Regions from separate parts of the Lactuca sativa genome. Here region 2 is linked to region 1. The links are chromatin contacts, called in public Hi-C maps. All regions are on one chromosome and are shown on one strand. Each heading gives the region's core, a stretch centred on a gene start, on an enhancer-like site or on the middle of the called end of the contact. The rest is flanking DNA. Distances are from core to core; before and after follow the strand shown.

Region 1 (7,414 bases), core at 981-3,480:
GGATTTACGTTGGAATCCAAATGTTAATTTGCTGTTATTTGATATTGATAGCTCGGGGAATTGTCGGACCAGCAGCCAGGGATTAGCAATGTGATTCAGCAGTGCGTGGTGAGTCTCCTCACTATACTATGGGTCGAAGGCACCAATGCCGGCCCAATCGGTTTATGTAATATAGGAAGACCAAGGGTGGTCCTTGGCATTTGTATGAAAGACCAAGAGGTGGCTCCTGACAGATCTATATGCAAGACCAGAGTTTGGACTCTGGCAGTTAAGTAGATAAGTAGTTGTAGATTATATGCTAGTTGTCATGATACTTGCATGGAAGACCAGGAGGTGGCTCCTGGCACTTGTCTGTAAGACCCAGGGTTTTGGTCCCTGGCTTGGCAAAGAAAAACCATGATACGGCTCGTGGCATAATGACAAGACTATAATTGGCACATAGCACCTCCTATTGCATGTTTGATATGTATAACTTGTATGTTATGTATGATATGTGATATTCGGGGAACTCACTAAGCTTTGTGATTATAGTTGTTGTATGTGGTTTCAGGTACTTTCGGTTCGAAAGGGAAAGCCCCGGCTTGATCGCAGCGCATACACTTATATTTTTCGCACCTTTAAGATTTTGGAATTGTACTCCGATAACTGTTTTTATTATAAAATATCTTTAAGGATTTGTTTAAATGATAAATGGGTGTTTTGATTGTTTTAAAAATGAATTTTTTACCCTCGTATTTAGGAATGTTACATCCTTCCTCCCTTTACTTTGCAAAATATATCATTTCAGTCCCTTGACTTAGAAGTTTCTAAAATATCACTTTCACCCTTTTTATTATTTAAAGTTTTGTATATATATATATATATATATATATATATATATATATATATATATATATATATATATATATATATATATATATATATATATATATATATATATATATATATATATATTATTTTCGTACATTTTTCAACCTTTTACTTTGTAAATTGTCATTTTTAGTCCCTCGACTTTCAACTTTCTGAAATGTCATTTTCACCCCTCTATTTTTTAATGTTTTGTGTTTAACCCACATAGTATGTATAATATGATTTTCATATGGTTACCATCCGTCAACTTTATCAGATGTCACTTTCACCTCATCGAATTTGATCTTTGTAAAATGTCACTTTCACCCCCTTTGACTTTTTAAACTTTTGTGTTTATTCATCCACCAACAGTTTTGTCAATGATATCGACATTTTATATTTATCTACCAATAAATGTAACTGTACTAATGTATTGTTGCCACCACAACAAACGTTTATGATTTTCCTACGATTACCACCCGTCATCTTTGTCAAATGTCACTTTTATCTCCCTTGACTTTAAACATTCTCAGCTTTCTAAACGTTTGCGTATATCTTATCCACTGATAGTTTTGTCACTGGTACCGATATTTTATATTTATCTACTAAAACATACAATAGTTCTTAAAATTTATCAATATAATCGTTAGAATTCAATTTATAAAATATATTTACGCCACGTTATGACAAAATACTAGTTCAATATCACTATCATTTATCAAACTAGACACTCACTTTGAAAAAGAAAATTATTAATAAAAAGACTTCCACAATAAAATATAAGTTTGTTTGTTTTCAGATGCTATGAAGTATTTAGAAAAAAAAATTTATTAGCCTATTAGAGGTTTTACACCGATATAAATTAAAAAAATGTTTAGATGAAAAATAGTTTATTTCAACTAAAAACCTTTAATAAATTATTTTTTCATAAATTATCTCATATATTTACTTATAAACTAATAAGCTAATAAATAATAGAATTTTTTTTTTTTTCATAACACCCATAAAAAAAGACAAAACAATGTAGCCGAACTTATCGTAATCTAATTATCTAAAGGATGATAACGACAAAATCCAGCTCCCAACACTCATTTACACTGTTTGCTGCATACATATTCTGTCGTCTTGTTCAAGTTCGCCGTACAGACGTACAGCCACGTGATCACCCACTTCTCCTCACGTGGCCACCACTGTTTCATAAAACTATAAATCCTAATCCATAAAGTACCACCCTTTTGTCCTCTTGTCTCAGCTGGCATTTCTGCTGACACGTATGAAGCCATTTCGCCACTTGCCGCCATGCATGCTTCCACTTCATCCTCGCTTCGGACACCTCATATGATGATCCATTACACGAGTTTCACTATATATAGATGTAGATGATTGGAAGACAATCAGCAAGTCAAACCGGAAAATATGGAAGTTAAAGGAAGAATTTGTTTGGTTTTGTCGTTGTTTGTAGCTGTGTGCCTTGTTTCTGCCACCGTGAGTCTAGCTCGGAGTGAAAGAGATCGAGAACTTGGTGTTTGCAAGCTCAAGTGCGAGGAGCTTCGGGGGGCGGAGCAAGATGAGAAGCTTACGTGCAAGCAGAGTTGCGAAAAGTACCATCAAGAGAAGCAGAAGAGGGAAAGAGAAGGTGGCCAGAGAAGAGAAAGAGGACAATCCGGTGGCAGATCCGGCGAGGGTGGTGGTCAATACGACATCGTTTTTGCTGACATAGAACGTGAACTCCGTGAGATGGTGGGGAAATGCCACCAGAGTTGCCAGGTAATTAATGTGAACTATAAATACTTTCCGATCGAGGGATTTGTGAACAACGATTTGCATATTCTCAAATTCCTTTAATTCCGGTATGATCACTAGGGGAGCAAAGGAGAGCAAGAAGATCCGGAATGCTTCCGGACATGCATGGAGCAATACGGCCGGCCGGAGCAAGGGAAGCGTCGCGGCAGAGGTGGTGATGACACCAGCATGAGTCAAAAGAGCCGAAAAGGCGAAAGGGAGTATGGGAAAGGACAACAATTAAATAACCCTTACGTCTTTGAAGATCATCACTTCACAACAAGGATAGAAAGCGAACAAGGGAGTGTTAGGGTTCTTCAGAAGTTCACTGATCGATCGGAACTTTTCCAAGGTATCGGGAAATACCGGGTGGCAATTCTCGAAGCTCAACCTCAGACCTTCATAATTCCAAACCATTGGGATGCAGACGCTCTGTTCTTCGTTGCAAATGGTATCAAAACTTCTTGGATCGCCATTAACCAATTAAGTTGATTCAAATTATATTTCAAATCTTTTAACGGGTTTTGATCAATTTCACAGGAGAGGGGACTATCAGTTTGACCAACACAGAAAATTCATTAGAAAATCACAACATAAAACGTGGCGATATTTTCCGAGTACCCGCCGGAATCAACGCGTATCTGATTAACCGACACAACAACGAAAAACTTGTGTTGGCGAAGATTCTACATTCCATCTCCGTCCCCGGTGAGTTGCAGGTGAGATTCGAATTCATCTCATAATTAGTTGGGATTACTACATTCAGATCGAAGAAATTAATGGTGTTGATTACATTTATGATTTCAGACATTCGTCGGCGTAGGAGGTGACAACCCCGAATCATCGTTTTTCAATGCATTCAGCAACGAAGTTCTTCAAGCTGCATTCGATGTAAGTCTCGTTTCTTTGGATTCTACGATGAAATGATGGATATCGAGTGTTGATGTTTGCGAATTCTTGTATAGATGGATCGAGGTTCGCTGGAGAAACTGTTTGGGCAACAGAAACAACAACAAGGGATATTCAAGAAAGCTACGGAGGAACAAATCAGAGCGTTGAGTGGCAAAGATGAAACTCGAACATGGCCGTTTGGAGAAAGAAAGGGTCCTTACAATATCTACAAGGAGAAGCCGTCGGTCCAAAACGAGTATGGAAACCTCCATGAGGTCGATTCCAAAGATTTTTCGGATCTTCGAGACATGAATGTCGCCTTTTCGTTGTTCAACATAACACAGGTGTGTGTTTCTCTAAACTCTGGCTCAGTTTCTCGAACAAAATCAATAAAAATGGAGTAATAATGGTTTTGATTTGGTAGGGATCAATGGCGGGGCCGTTTTACAACACAAAGACGACGACGGTGTTGGTGGTGGCCGACGGTGTCGGTCTATTTGAGATGGCATGCCCTCACTTATCCGAGCAAGCTGGTAGGAACATTGAAACTTCGCCTGGTTACGAGAAAGTGAACTCTCAGATTCGACGGGGAACCGTGGTGGTGATTCCGGCTGGTCACCCTGTTGTACTTGAAGCTTCCGGCGAGCAGAACCTGGAAGTGATAGGATTCGGGCTGAACTCAGATCGAAACGAGTGGTTCCCACTTGCCGGAAGGGACAATGTGATGAGCCAATGGGAGGATGAGGCGATGGAGCTTACATTCGGCATTCCGGCGAATGAGGTGCAAAAGGTGATAGAGAAGCAGAAGAAGAAGCTCTTCTTCAAGGGTCCGGTGAGACGCGGTCGTGCTTTTGCCTAAACTTTATGTGGTTGTTGAGTTTTGACGTTGTAATCAATGGTAATTAATGTGCTAACAATGTTTATATAAATAAAACGGCCTTTCCTTTCGTGTGTTGTATCAACTATCAAAGTTGGCAACACATTTTTCTTAACTGAGTTCCAACTTGTTTCCTTTTTGTTCGACTCGTTTTCTATTGGTTAATTCTTCAATCGGTTAAGGAAAATATATAATCCATATTCGTAAAAAGTAAAAACTTTTCTATCAAAAAGTTTTGATAGTGTATATATTAAAATTAAGGAAAGAAATGATCCCCAATAAGATATGAAATGACAATAGTTAACACAAACATTGCCAGTATCAACATATGAACTCCAGTATGTCTCATGATATGTGGTAGATTTAAGAAAGAAAAGATTCCATAGAAAACACTATATAGAAATTACTTAACATGTGGCATCGTATGAAAATAACAGTCATAAGTACCCATTAGTATTTTTCTATTAGTTTTCTGGTCATATTTAAGTCCTAGTTTTACAAATTACAATACTGATTTGTTGCTTTTTGTTGCTAGTTTTTCTCATTTCTGTTGTAAGCGTGAATTAAGGCTATCCAAACAAGCCTTCTTTATTCAATAAAGCCTGCAATTCGATCCGGGACCTTTGAGATTCTCTTTGTTTTTCTTGTTCTAATTATTAACATCGTATATATTGGTACATGGTTGGATAGATTCAGGTTGAATGATACGCGCTTTTTTTTTTTTTTTTTTGTTTTTTTGTTTTACAAATTACAATTTATATAGGATCTAATGAGTTATCAATGATACAATAATACCGTTTATGTTGGTGAAGATAATTCTATAAACGTCCATTATGCGATCATACAACACATATATACATCTCATCCGCCAGACTATACAAAGGGCCGAGAGGTATATGGGCTGCCAAGCTAACTGTTCTATGAGGCCATAAATAAAAATACATACTAACAGTTTCATCTTTTTTAATACAGTGTTTTATCTTTTGGTGTATAAAATCAAACAAAAGAAAGAAAGAATCATGGTAAGTCATATGACCAAGCTAATCAGCAGTCTGATGCCTCTACGTAAGAATGATCTCTTTCTGCATGCAAAACAACGAAGAAAACAATCATCAACAGTTTTTATTTTATAGTATTCATTGGTTTGATTCAACGTTAGACAAAAGACGCGGCCCACAAAATTAAATGATAAAATCTAACATACGTACCCGAATCGCCAGCAGTTTCCGTGTGGTTGCCTAAGAATTCGAAAAATGGAAAGCAAAATCCACAAATTCTGTATGATCAAGAAACTAATCAGACCTTCAAATCAAGATTTTTAGATAGTAAGATCATGGAACACGAAACCACAAAAACAGAAAAGTTAAAAGAATTGACCTTTTTGGGGGATGTTGACGAATCGATTACTGTTGTCCCCATGGATGTGTCAATAGTGATCAGTAGAGACTTAGATCTCCATATCTACGTGAATAGGGTAACAGTTCTTCAACTTGGATCCTAGCTGAATAACTACTAATGTTTTTCTTGAACCGGTTTCGGGTATTAATAGACTCAACTTCTGCTAAAAATATGCTGTACACGGGTCTATGATCCGAAAATCTAGATTCCCCTCGAACGTATGACATTTGATGGAGTCCGTTTCCATACCACAAGATTCGATCACACCTAATTTATAACAAATTAATTAATACTAGCTAGTATCAAGATCATGAAAGCACAATGATCGATCCTAAGATAAGGTTATATATATGGTTTACCATGCAGGAGTTCTTCGTTTTTCTCTGGGATGCATATCGTATCCTGCATAATGATCGGAATTATTTGAATATTTATAAGTTGGAGGGAAATATATCCTCCCTTCTTTCCATCCCTCGAATACGCGTCCCCTTCTGTGCTCTATTCGGAGCTGTAATCATGAAAAAAAAAAAAAAAAAAAAAAAAAAAAAAAAAAAAAAACTCACAAATCATTCGCTTAAAAGTTTGAAACGTTTTCAACATCGAGACTTGCCTGATCGTTTTCCAACAATGCCCTCCAGTTTCGCATCTCTACCAAGGTCTTGGCGGACCGGTAAGACAGGGCAATTCGGTAATTTAAGTCACCAAGCCATATGATCCGGCTAGAGTCATGTAAAAGGAAGGTTAAGAATTGTAAGTTTACCAACATTTGGCCTGTTTGTTACATCGGACATGACATATGATCGCTTTAGCAATTCTTTTGTCCATAAAAAAATGTGAGATATGAATATTATGCGAATATCCTTTTCATATAACAAACACTGTCTGGGTAGTGAAATTATAAGAACATTTGGTCTTACTCATGGTCGAGAATCGTTTGAGGAGAATTCTTGTCTCCTGTATCTTGAACACGTGGAAACCGAGTTTTCCGTAAGATTTCCATAACATCCGAGTTTCTTCTGAGCTCGTCGCCTTCCTTTTGTCCAGATGTCAAGTGACTACATATGAAGCAAAAGCTCGTTTGGTGCAACGACATGCTAATAGATATAGAACCCTGAAACAAATCAATTCAAGAATAAAACAATCAAAATCATTGAAGTTTATTTTAAAAAAAAAAATGGAAATTTAATTACCTTGTTTCCAAGATAACCCATCAATCCTCTACCCACACACGACACTTTCATATTATGAACATCGTCTCTAAGATCGCTCTTTACCCATACAGTAAGATAAATCCCGACCATTTGCTTACTCGCAACCAATGAGTATTTAGACTGCTCCAGCGGTTTATCTTTCTCCTCCATCGAGAAAGAACTGCTGTATGGTAATTGGGTGTAATTTGGGCCATCGGGTGAATCGTCAGGCCCGTTATCTTCATCGGATGACCCGGACCCGAAACCCAGGTCAAAATCGTTGCATCGGTTCCCGAAAATGGCTCGATCAGAGACGCTGTATCTATTGTCGAGTCCGGGATGTGGGATTTCCCTCATGCTACGACTCTGTGATTGAAAAGAACGCCGGTGGAGGAAAGACGAGGGCTTTTGTGAGACGCATCCTTCG
Region 2 (6,706 bases), core at 1,873-4,372, 180 kb after region 1:
GAGAGAGGACTCTCGGTGTTCACTTTCCATGGGCCTCCATGTTATCACCATACCCTTGGCGTATGGAGTATATCCGGCGGCCTAATTGTATACAACATGTTTAGAATTCATTTCGTTTAAAGTCCTGTTATTTTTTTAGAACTCCAAATACAAGCAACCTTGGCGGGTAGTGAGTGTACCCAACAATCTAATTAGTTACAGCATGTCTACAATTCATTCGGTTCAAATCCCATTACTTAATACTACATTCATCTTTCTCACTTTTTGGTAGGGATATTTGATTAGTTTCTTCCCCACCTTGAATGCAATCCTCTAATGTATGGTCAATTGTTCTGTTCACCATCGTCATAAATAAAGCCGGACCTACACCAAAGTCAATATATGTACTTGGAAAAATAAAATTTTAAAAAAAAAAATAGATTACTTTTTATTATAGTACCGTTTCCTAAATAAATGTGTTATCACAATGACTACCCTAATAAAAAATGTTAAATCCGCTAAAGTACCAATCAAGAACTTTATAAAATTAGTTTTCTTTTTGCTTTTTCATTGAATAGATTATTCTAGTATCCAAAGTATTAGCAATGAAACATTAAATTTTGGAATTAAAAACTTATCCTAGAAAACACGAGCCAATGGGACCTCAAGAAAACATTATTCAGCCCTACAACTGAAGCAGTTGATTAAAAATGCATGTGACCAACAAGACATCATCAGCATGGGAGTGGGAATGATGTATAATGAAGGATGGCGTAGGATAAGATTGTGAAAGTACAATGGTACCAATTCTCTCCTAAAAACAAGGCCTGTTTCCTTTTTCTTTTATTTGAAATCATAAGAAGGAGTTGTTCAAAACATAATACTAGCAATGACGCTACTTCATACCAAGATTAATTATAAAACTAATAGATTTCAATCAAAAATTGTCCAAGAAAGATGCATCGAAAGAGAACTTGGGTTTGATATATATGCATTGATGTGAAGATGCACAAGAACCATTCAACCAAACCTACAAATCATTCATCTGATGGAATGGAAGAGATACGAGAGAGTTCACAGTGGTGGGGTGGGTGCAGCGGCAAAAGAAGTCAATGTAGAGGACGAAGGTAATGGTGTTTTGGTGAAGGACGATAGATGTTTTCAATGGTGCAGATAGAGTGATGGGAACGAGGGGGGCATAAAAAAGAAATATTATGGATGAAACTAAGATTATGATGTTTGCAAAAACAAGAAGTTACTTTTTTGTCTTCAAGGAAAAAATGTCAAAAATACTTTTTTGTATGATGCATTGTGTTCCAAAAACCATTCGGTCTTTTGTTGAGATGTCTTCTCACCGCAGACATACGAGAAGAAAAATAGCTTTTAATAAATAAATAAATAAAAACAAACTTTACCAAGTGTTTGATTCGTAAATTGATTTTGGAAGAAATGTATTCTATCAAAGAAAATAGAATCTTATGAAACTGGAATGCAAAGCGGTTAAATGTGATCTATCAAAATTGAATCTAATGAAGGTATCTTGGTATTTTGATGAAAATAACATAAAATTGAAATGAATTCCTTTCATCCATCCCTAGGACCGAGTTTAAAAGAATCTTTTAGAACTGAACATGTAATATGATATCAAATTTCGACTCCGTCAGATTCCATCCAAATCTACCAACCAAAAACTTAAACCCATGGCTTCAAATTTCCCTTCCCCAAAATCCCTTACATACCGTTTCACGTTACACATTACATTAATAATTTAAATACAAAGACAAATATGAAAAACATTATATAAATCCAAAGTTAAAAACATAGACAAAGAAACCCAAATTCATTGTTTGGTCATAAAGTGTACGAAAATAAATAACCACAAGTTATCATTAAAAAATCACAGAAATGGTGTATGATTCAATTTTCACTTGTCATTAAACAAAGATGGACATGCTCACATGCCAACCGTATCAGTTTTCAGAGCTCGTTGTGGGCTTTGGGCAATGCTAGATTGGGCTCCTCATGGGCCCTGGGGAGTAACTAGCTAGCCTCCTTGTGCTATTTAAAATTACAATGAACTAAAAAACCTCCAACTCCAAGTAAAATATTTGTAACCATTTCATGGGACCCCTGGATATAAGGATCATTTGGATTGAAACTAGGATCAAACTGATTATTCGAACCTAAACAATCACACAATCATGGGCAGTAGTCTCAATAACAAGATAATCGCTTATGATTTCGTTAATGGCATAAACTCAATCTTTTAAATCATTAGCTTTTCTTTTAATGGGTGGTAGTGAAGGGGGTACAATATCGTAGCATTTTTGAGCCAAACGAATACATTGTAACCAATGGAGAGTCTCCGCGTTGGGGTCTCTTTCAACAAAAACATCCGAAACAGTAAGTTGGAGTTTACCTCTGTAGATCGTAGCCTTGCCTCGCACTCGAGCTGAAACCCCAATTTGGATTAGGGTTGCGAAATTGCGAGCCGATTCGGCAATTAGTCGAACATCTGGTGGGCTACGGCGGGAATGATAGGGAGAGGTGAGTTGGTTGAGCCAAAGAACACAGGGGATGCACCCGGTGCCATCATCGATGGTGAATCTAAGGAATATGTCGGGTTTGTGCTCTCGGCTAGTAACCACGCCTAGGGTTTCTGCACGAGAAATGAGGAGGGTGTCTCTACGACAGACGGCGTTCGGTTGTGTAGATGACGGCGTTAATGATAGGAAATCGAAAGCCAGCAACTTTACGTCAGTATTGTGTAGAGCTTCCATGCGAAGGGGCGACGACAAAGCCTCAAATTGTGTGAAAAAACTTCTATAAGGAACGCAAAAAGATGACTAGATGAGCAGTAGGTTTTACTTATTTAACTAAAAAAAAAAAACTTTATTAAGTTTGTTGGTTTTTGGCTGACAAGTCGATAAATGATTTTCAAAGTAAATTCCAAACATCATGGACGGATATAGGGATTAATTACAAGATTATCTAAAATAAAAGATCCGTTACAACCTATCAACGAGATCAAATAGAAGATAAATTAAGATGTAAGGAGATCAAATAGGAGGTAAAAGATAAGGATATAGATTACATAAATAAAACAAATTCATAGATCATAAATATAAACGTAAAGAAAAAAAAATTAAAAACCAAGTCAAACACTGAAAACTTAGATATTATAAGGTTTGCTATGTTGATATGTTCCTTGATTTGAAGAAAGGGAATATGACTATAAATGATTATAGTGATAGATTCCATAACCTCTTGAGTTTTAACTCAAGAGACTTGCACCGGATGACACTACAAAGGTGATGCAATTTGTTAGAGGTTTACCTTGGAACTACCGGTTTAATTTTCAGTGAGGCGGCCACTCTTGACATGTCGGTAAGGAAATCAAGAAAAATGGAGAGAGCATTGGAAGAAAGAGACAAATGGACAGACATAAAACACAAGACAATGAGGGCAAACCATGGGAAGACTAGTTCTAGTTTTAAGATGAAGAAAGTTGATGATAGAAGCAACAGTTAGGAAGGAAAATCTAAGAATCAGGAGGAAATTTCATGATTCGGTTGTGGTGAGAAAAGGCATTACTCTAGTCATTGCACTAAGGACATCCACAATGCATTGAACTCCATATAGTTCATTGGATTGACACATTATCTTTTTACGATTCATACAACTCTATCATTTTTTCCTACAATACATTAAACTCTACAAAGTTTAATAGAATATTATGAAATGTAATTTATAGTATATATTTAAGAATTAAATCTTTTCTTTTTCCCGTTGAAGAGTTCAATGATCATTGAACTCCAAATCCATTGAATGTCAAGATGTCATCTCATAATGGTATAGTTTCTTAAATATATACTATAGTTTCATCTATTGAATGACATTTATAATTGTCACCTCATTCAACTCTCTCATTGAACTCACCATTGTGGTTGCTCTAAGCCACCAAAGAAGACTTCACAAAAACGTTATTCTTGTCATGTAAAGGGAAACATGGCTTACAGTTGTTCGAACAAGCAGAAGGAAGGTGAAGTTAAGAAAAATGACCTTCCACGGGCAAAGGGAAAAGCATATTAGATAACGGGTGAGGAAGTTTATTAAGCCACTAATGTTGTTTAAGGTAGAGTACTATATATATATATATATATATATATATATATATATATATATATATATATATATATATATATATATATATGTATAATTAATGTTGTTGTTATAGGTAGAATATAATATATTTTTTAGTTAATGCTTTGAGATATAAGAACTTGTCCTTAACGTGTGGCTATGAGTGATAATGAAACATACAATCGACTAGATGAGGATGAGAACCATAAACCTTGTAAATATTATAATTATACCTGGAGTAATGTAACATCCGTTTCTTGGAGGAATCGAATTAGGCTTTTAGAGGGTCAAAAGGTTGGATTTTTGGAGAAAAATGGGTCCTCACGATGTGAGGAGGGCCACATGAAGATTTTAACCGGGACTGAGCTCTAGACGTGAGCAATAAGAGCTCACGACGTGAGGATCGCTGCAGCCCAAACCCACAAAGTTTTAGGGTTTCCCATGTATTTAAGCCCCCTTTAACTCGGTTTTAGGGTTCATTTCTCAGCCCCCACCTTCCCCTAACTCGGAAAACCCTAACCCTAATCCATCTTGGTGGTTTTGGATCCATTCTAGTGTTTTAGTGGCTAGAAGAAAGAGAATGAGAAGTCCTAGAGTGTTGGTTCAGTAAGGAGGCTTCATCACTGTCATCTTGTGCACATTTTGGACCATTGTAAATGTCCAAGATCAAATATTTATGAGCTCAAATGTTAGATCTAAGTTCTAAGCTCCTTTTTTGCATGTTTATGATGGATTGCATGTTTGGGATCTATAAAGTTAGCAACTTTATGGATCAATGAGTCATTCTATGTGATTTTGTCTTATGGATCTGAAGTATCGTTATAATTTATGAATCTTGTTTGACTTTAGGGCGATTTCTTGTCATGCATGTCTATCAAGTAATCGTTTTTATTGGCCTTTAGAGTCCTTGTTAGCTTTTGGAAGAATTAGGATTGAAATCTTAATGGTTTAAGGACTTAAAAGTTGGATTTTTAGCCTCATAATGTTCTCACGACGTGAGAAACGTTTGGTCCCGTTTCTAGTTATCTACTTAAGGCTCATGGCCTCACGACGTGAGGGCAACCCCGTTGACTTTCCCTTAGCTAAGTTGGCTAGGGTGAGTCGTGATGAGTTGGGATCTGTTTGAGTGAGCTCTCATGACGTGACCAAGGCTAGTCAAGACGTGAGATGTAGCTTTAGGCTTTGTTGGGCCATTGAATTTCTGATTGTGGGCCATGGTTAGGCTGTGGGCTTCCTGGTTTTTGGTCCCATGATAGTTTTGGGCCCAATTACGAAGTTAGGCCATATTGGGCTTTGAGTTGCCATCTTGGGCTTTTGTGTGATTGGACTGGGCCTTGGTTTTGGGACAAATGAGAAAAGGGTAAAATGGTCTTTTACCCTTTAGAAAGTTGGTTTATGGAGTGGGCATCGGATTTTGGATTACCAGGATAGTTATTAATTAAGATTGTATTTTGTTAGTTGGCGCAAGGTTATCCGGTTCAACAACCCGAGCATGCATTTGATTATCAGTGGATTGAGGTGAGTCCTTCCTCACTGTACTTGTGGGTTAAAGGCACCAAGATCGTGCCTTTATATTTGATATCATGTTATGTGATAGTATGTGATCGTGTTGTAGTGATCTATTAGATCGGTATCCTGGTATATAGGATGATGTTATGCTTAGTGATCCATACATCATTGTCAGTAGATTGTTTATATGGTTATCTATTATATGGGCACATATTATGGATAGTCGAGACTTTACTGCTATGTGTGTGAGCCAACAGACGGGGGGCATTCCAATCCGATAGTTGATTGGACCGATAGTATGTCATCCCGATGATGATTGGACCCGTTATATATATTGGCATTCCAACCTGAGGTATTTCATCTCGATGGATGAGTGGAACTGGATACCAATAAACTAATTACTTATTTGCTCAAAATAATTAAACTTAATATCTTAATTTTGGTTCAAATGAAAGAAAATGTGTAGTTGAAATAATTAACATTTTTAAAAACGAGACTCGGGTCGTACTATATGGAAATAAACCCAACATAAAAGGTTTTTAACTTTTTATAATTATACCCAGTTTTCGCGCACGAGGATCCGTCTTCTCAAAACAGGAGGTTACCTCGGCTTTGCTGATTTGGGTTTTACACTTTACAGCGCTCATTGCTGGTTGGAGTGTCAGTATTCTTTGAATTCCGGCGAACGACAACGAACGTAACTAGGGCCATCACTCCCATGTGTAGTTTCCAGTGGTATTATATCTCCTTTCTTGTGCTCTACTGATTTTAGCAATTAGGTTTTTACAAAATAGCTACTGTAAGTTACTCCACAACAAAATTGAAATTGGTAACCATTATCAAACACCGTTCCATAAGATCTTATCTATGTAATAGCTATGTCTTCAATTTTTCATGTTCATATGCCCAAAATCGAACTACGAATGAAACCCTAATTCCGCAATTGAATATAGTCTACCCTTACGATCTTTTGATAATACATGCTTATGTTAACATGCCCCACATTTGCTGTTGTGGTCCTCCTTAAGAGCGAGTATCTCTTTCACTATGCTTCAGATTGCACCATGAATTTCAA

Evidence for each region. Hi-C and Micro-C count contacts between places; a contact is called where the count stands out from the background.
Region 2: a Hi-C map of leaf shows a contact between it and region 1, with 4 times the contacts expected there. The contact joins the promoter of LOC111921672 here to the promoter of LOC111921670 in region 1. A contact is called at or near these places in 2 of 4 Hi-C or Micro-C datasets (both in leaf).

Annotation. Positions count from the first base shown.
Region 1 is chr9:8,688,017-8,695,430 of Lsat_Salinas_v11, forward strand. It overlaps LOC111921670 (vicilin Cor a 11.0101), which reads left to right and starts at 2,231. Exons shown (of 6, transcript XM_023917252.2): 1 at 2,231-2,616; 2 at 2,713-3,082; 3 at 3,172-3,350; 4 at 3,439-3,522; 5 at 3,597-3,866; 6 at 3,947-4,514. The coding sequence starts at 2,266. The coding sequence ends at 4,381. It overlaps LOC111921671 (type I inositol polyphosphate 5-phosphatase 4), which reads right to left. Exons shown (of 11, transcript XM_023917253.3): 5 at 6,988-7,414; 6 at 6,715-6,908; 7 at 6,408-6,516; 8 at 6,157-6,305; 9 at 5,777-6,064; 10 at 5,608-5,675; 11 at 5,197-5,481. The coding sequence ends at 5,836.
Region 2 is chr9:8,863,936-8,870,641 of Lsat_Salinas_v11, forward strand. It overlaps LOC111921672 (CST complex subunit STN1), which reads right to left and starts at 3,123. Exons shown (of 2, transcript XM_042898514.2): 1 at 2,399-3,123; 2 at 1,669-2,162. The coding sequence starts at 2,759. The coding sequence ends at 2,038. LOC111921673 reads left to right here and starts at 6,185. Exons shown (of 3, transcript XM_023917256.2): 1 at 6,185-6,366.